Linked DNA regions of Rattus norvegicus: region 1 is linked to region 2. A link is a contact called in public Hi-C data. All regions are on one chromosome and are shown on one strand. Each heading gives the region's core, a stretch centred on a gene start, on an enhancer-like site or on the middle of the called end of the contact. The rest is flanking DNA. Distances are from core to core; before and after follow the strand shown.

Region 1 (2,915 bases), core at 172-2,671, 280 kb before region 2:
GTCCTCTAACGGGCAGTTGGGTGTACATTTGGTTAAAATTCAGAGGATCCCGCTCCCTCCACCCGAAACACGATTGTAAAACACGATTTTCTTTGAAAATAGCCTTAGAGAAAAGCACTTCAGGAAAGCAGCCAAGGTACTCACACCCCATCCCCACCCCCGGAGCTGAGGGAAGCCCTGAAAAGAACTGGCTTCTTCAACAGCAGTTGGAGATCCCCAGGAATCCAGGGTAGTGGGGGAGGGGGCAGTATTGATGTTGCATTTCAACACGGGGTTTGCAACACCGTTGGGGTGACGTCAAGTGAGGAGAGGCAAATTCTGAAGCCGTACTTAAACTGTCACAATAATGATAGACTGACCTGTGTTAGTCTCAGGGAAAGGCTTGAGCCGTAGATTAGTTAAGGAAAAAGGACTGTCCTCCGGCTCCATTTACATGATTATTTGTGGTTAAGTCAAGTGTGTACTAAAAAAGGTGAAACTGGACCAGGCGCGGCGGTGTACATCTGAAATCCCACCACTCGGGAGACAGAGGCAGGGGGTTCACTGCAAGTTCTAGGCTAGCAGAGGCTACATAACAAGACAGTCAAAACAACAGCAACCAGGAAATAAAGATGGAGAGATGCTGATGTGAACTGAGTTTAACACACACACACACACACACACACACACACACACTTTCCAGAGGTTTCACTAGCTTTTAAAGGAGATGTCAAAAATAGGATAGGATCTGGGCTGGATATAGACGTCCAAGCGCTGCGCTGGACAAAACAGTGGTTCCCAAACCTCAAGGGAAGGCAGGTGCGGAACTGAGGCGCCCAGAGTGCCCGTCCCCTTGGTCTATGAGAACAGTTTTCCTGTACTGACCACCCTCGCCCTTTACAGTCTGCAATCCCGTCAGTCTCAGACTCGGTAGGTCGTTAACCCGATGGCGCAAGTGGGGACCCGCAGCCTCGGAGAGACCCCGCCACCGCATTGTTTCAGCCCCTGCGGGTGGGGTCTTGCAGAGGGAGGGGATGCGATGTGTCCTCCGGAGCCGCCTCATACCCTCCCAGGGGACTCGAGCCATACCGCCACAGAGCCGGGCCTTTGTGAAATGTCGCTAGTTACCATGGGACCAGAAAGGAACGCTGAGAATGGCGCTTAGAGAGCTGGGGGTTGTCGAGGTTCTGGGGCCATGCCCTCTGTCCCCTCTTGGACCCCGGGCCTGCAACAAGGACTGTCGGGATTTGTAGTCCCAAAGGCGGCGGCCGCGCGGAGGATGCGGGGCGCTGCTGGTCCCGCCTCCGCCTAACCTGCTAGCGCGAGGTGGCGAGCACTGGGGCGGAGCCCTCGGATCCGTGATTGGCCCAGGCGGCTCCCAGCCCCCACCCCGCGTCCCCACCCCCGCTCGCCACTCGGGACTCCAGCTCCGGGCGCGCAAGGCAGCCACCGAGAGAGCGCGCTAGCAGCGGCTCCCGCCCCGTGCACCCGCAGCTACCGCGCCGCGGCGAGACCCAGAGACCGACCGACGGACCCGCACAATCGCAGCATCCTGGAGGAGTGGGTGATGGCGAGGGGAGGGTGGTGGGCTTGATCTTCCCAGGCTGAAGCATCCACCCCTCTTTCAGTTTCTTCCTGAGGCGCACAAAAGGGAGGGAATTGGGATGCGCCTAGGCTCCCCCAGCTGCTGAAAGAGATGTTTAGGATTCGGGGAGATCCGGACTAAGGTGGGGCGCCAAGTCAGGGTCTTTGTACGCCCACGGGGCTGGGCTTGGCGCCTTGCGACGCCTAAGGCGTTTAGTGTGTGCTGGGGAGATTTCCAAATAACTAGAGTAAGGAGGCGACCAAGTTGAAGGGGTTCACGCCTAGCACCCAGTAGTCGCGCCGCCGTAGCTGATCGACGTGCAGTAAATGGCTAAAAGGTGGGAATGTGTGAGGGGCATTTTCTCTGGTGGCCGGACCTGCCCTCTTCTACGTCCCTGGATCGCCGCTGTCCCTGGTTCCCACCCACTGCCTAGATTTACTGTCCTTGCTTTCTTTCGCCTCGGGCTTGATATCTGCCTAACGTGGTCCAAAGCCCGACCATCTGTATCCTCTGTCCCTAAGCAGAGCGGAGGCCCTTGAGGCACCTGCTGAAACCACAAAGGCCTCTTGCATCTGCCCAGCCCCTAGCGGCGCGGCGCTAGGTCTCTCCGCTGGAGCCCTGTCGCCAAGTCTGCCACGCAGCTTCGATCTCGGCGAGTGAGGGACATCGACGCCCCGGGCCTGGGTAGCTGGCTGGGACAAACCGGGGTAGAGGCCTGGATTTGAGCCGAAACCGGGAGATGGGTGGGGACAGGTGATCGAATCTAGGGGAGGAGGTTTGAGAAGGATTGAGAATTGGGTGGGAGGCGGGTCTGAAGCTTCGCGCAGGTGGCGCCGAGGCGAGGCTGCTCTGAAGAATGAAGAGGGGAGGGGAGATGAAGGGAGGGTGGAGACCTCTGGGGTTTGAGGAGAGTAGACAGACATGGGGAGGGGTCCTCCTCATGAAGCGGGTAGGGCAGGAGGGGCGAATCTTCGCCTGAAAGACTCCAGCTCTAGGCCAGTCGCTGTTCGGCCTAAGACTCTGACTGGGCGTGGTCCTTGGATTGGGCCAGGGAGCTCGGGTGGCGGGTCCCCGACAGGGCTGGGCTGGCTCGTCTAGGAGCTTTGTTTCTAAGCTTAGAACAACCGAAGGGGACTCGTTTAGGATTTTATGATAATCCGCAGCGCCCCCCCGGCACGCCCTGTTCGCGCGGAGCTGAAAGGCTTTGCCCAGCGGCAGATGCTGCCCGGGAGGCGGATTGGGGGGGGGGGTGTCTCCTGCCCCTGAGACCCTGAGAACAATAGCCTGCATGGTACTGTCTGCCCGCCGTCGAAGCAACCCTCCCACCCCCGCCCCAGAATTCAAGTGTGAG
Region 2 (2,988 bases), core at 138-2,637:
AAACACATTTGTGGTACATCAGAGAGGCTGGTACAGAGAGGTTGGGAAGCTTTCTATAGTCCCAAGATGCTATCCGATGACATTTCAGCTTCTGGGTTGGTGGAAGCTCCTGGTCTACCTGGGTTTCTGTCTGTCTGCTAGTCACAGGTGGTAGTTCTGACACAGAGGTGGGCAAGAAATGGCTGTTCCGGAGGGCTAAACTAGCCCACGGTAAAGAAATGACCTGAGACCTGCACCACTGCAGCCTCTTCGCCGAACTGAAGTCCTTATCAGTCTGTCAATCTCAGCAGACAGTTTCTGTCAGGAGTTTTCACTCACTCAGTGGTGTCGACCTATGGGAGACCGATTCAGAATTGTGACCAGCCTAAGGCTAGCGAGATGGCTCAGAGGTTACAGATTACTGACTGCTCTTCCAAAGGTCCTGAGTTCCATTCCCAGCAACAACATGGTGGCTCACAACCATCTGTAATGAGATCTGATGCCCTCTTCTGGTGTGTCTGAGGACAGCTATAGTGTATTTATATTTAATAAATAAATAAATCTTAAAAAAAAAAAAAAGACTAGCGTAGGCTCCACAGGATGCTCGCATCTCAAAAGCAAACTAGAATTGCAGCAACAATAACGTTCAGGTGAACAATGTCTTTGTCAACAATTTCCAAAACCCAGAAGCCATAAAAGATTGAACATTGTCTTCATAAGATTTTAGTTTGTTGTTCTTTATTTTTTTATTTAGATTTTAATTTTTATGCATATATCCTCTGCCTGAGCAGTCAGTGCTCTTAACCACAGAGCCACCGTTCTGGTCCCTGGTTTTGTTTGCCTGGTATTTTTTGGGTTTTTTTTGTTTTTGTTTTTGTTCTTGAAATAAGGTTATCCTTGTGCTAAATCAGCCTTGAATTTTCTGTGTCTTAAGGATGACCTTGACCTTTACCTTCTGCCTCTACCTCAGGACCAGGTCCAGCATGACAAAAGTTCAGTGTTCTAGTTCAAGGTGGACCTTTAGCAAGCACTAGCCCTAAAGGAAAGGGAAAGACGGGTGAGAAGGGAACTAGAACCCAAGACAGTGCAGGCTTTTATTGAGGGGGAAGCCAGTGTAACAGCCACTTATGGTGGCTAGGAAAGCTTCCTGATCCTCCAGAGGACCTGTTCCCAGCACCCACACCAGGGAGCTCACATCTACCTATAATGTCAGTTCCAGAGCCAGCCTCTGGCACCTGCACATCATGATTTACATAAGCTCACTTAGACACACACAGAATAGTGTAAATAAAATTTCTTTTTGACCTAGATTGGCCTAAGAATGTCGAGCCATGAGTAAGGGGGTTTGCGGGTGGCTGTGGAAGGGATCTAGGAAAATGAGCTATTGGAGTCCTGGAATGTTGGTCCCTGTGGTTTTGGGACTGTGTCACCACTCAGGAATTTTTAAGAGTAGTGTAGCTGCGACTGACTGCTACATTAGAGGGCAGGCGTTGTTTTCCTAAGTGGTTCCAAGGCCCCCATAGGGCTAAGCACTCAACAGTCACTTATCCACTAATTGCTGCTTACTTGCTTTAAAAGGAAACCGTGTGACAGAACAACAATAGTGGCTTCCCTCTAGGACCTAGGACCTCCTGAGCTACAGGCTTACAAAACCAACTGTGAGTCTCACTGGTGAAGACTGCTGCAGGTCCAAGCAGAAAGCAGTTGGTTGCCCTTTTAACAGTCATGTCAACCAGCGGGCACGCCTTGTCTGCAGCTCCCTCTTCAGCCTCCAGCGTTCACCATTTGGTAATATCAATGTCTTCTCCTTCAGTAGCCTACACAGTGCCTTCTCACACTATGAAAGCCAGCCGGTAGGGAAGAAGCTTTTAGATCATTGAGTGACAGCCTCAACACTCTTAATTTTACCTTTTAATACCTTTTAATTCATATTAGTTTGTTTGTTTGCTTGTTTGTTTGACTGTGATTCTGGGGATCAAGTTCCTGTGAGGCAACCTTTGTAGCAGCTGAACTACACCCTTCTCTGTTTTGTTGTTTTGAGGCCGTCTGGCTGACCTGTTACTTACTATGTAGATGGGCCTGACCTCAACTTTTAATATCCTCCTGCCTCAGCTTCCGGAGTCCTGGGATTACAGATATGCTGTGGCCCAGGTTGGTGCCTTAAACTCCCTATGTAGCCAAGAGTGATCCTGGACTTCTGTTCCTCTTGCCTCCACTGCTGTGATGCGGGGACTACAGACAGGTGACACGGTGCCTACACGGTTTTATTTTTTTTATTTTTATTTTTTGGTTCTTTTTTTTTTCGGAGCTGGGGATCGAACCCAGGGCCTTGCGCTTCCTAGGCAAGCGCTCTACCACTGAGCTAAATCCCCAACCCCCTACACGGTTTTATTTTTGAGATACGGTCTCATTCATTTGCCCGGGCTGGTACTGAACTCACTCTGAAGCTCAGACAGACCTTGAGTTCGTGATCCTCCTGGCTCAGCCTCCCAACTGGATAGGATTACAAGTCTGAACTTCCACAGCCAGCTCACTTTTTCTTAATAAAATACGGAAATGAGATCTGTATGTGTACCATCATGATATTAGTAGATTTACAATATTGTGTGGTGAAGTATGCAGAGGTCATATGAAATCTACTTCAGCTGGGCCTCATGGCAAAAGAGCTGTAACCCAGCTATTCAAGAAACTGAGCAAGGCTGGAGAGACTCAGTTGTCAAGCGCTCTGGCTCCTACGTGGTGGCCCACAACTGGCTATCCCTACAACCTGAGGGAAACCAGCGCCCTCTTCTGACCGCCATGGGTACTGCACATGCATGGTACACAGACATACATGCTGGCAAAACATCCACATACATAGAATAAAAGTAAAATTGAAGACCTTTAAATTTCTCAAAAGAAAGAAACTGAAGGAGGGGACAAGCCTGAGAATTTTCAAGACCCTATCTCAAGGTAAAAGAATAATTTAAAAGAACTTAGGATACACTTCAGTGGTAGAGCTCATGCCTA

What was found. Hi-C and Micro-C count contacts between places; a contact is called where the count stands out from the background.
Region 1: a Hi-C map of the A7r5 cell line shows a contact between it and region 2, with 2.9 times the contacts expected there. The contact joins the promoter of Dpysl5 here to the enhancer-like site in region 2. A contact is called at or near these places in 3 of 12 Hi-C or Micro-C datasets (the A7r5 cell line, kidney and mammary epithelial cells).

The regions. Positions count from the first base shown.
Region 1 is chr6:31,377,854-31,380,768 of GRCr8, reverse strand. It overlaps Dpysl5 (dihydropyrimidinase-like 5), which reads left to right and starts at 1,421. Exons shown (of 13, transcript NM_023023.1): 1 at 1,421-1,539.
Region 2 is chr6:31,095,395-31,098,382 of GRCr8, reverse strand. No RefSeq gene overlaps it. Among named protein-coding and RNA genes, the nearest start is that of Tcf23, 30 kb to the left of the region's middle. Within about 2 kb of position 1,387, at least 10 of the 93 cell types and tissues checked have an H3K27ac peak or open chromatin away from gene starts, as enhancers often do. A contact at or near this core is called in the A7r5 cell line, where this site is marked.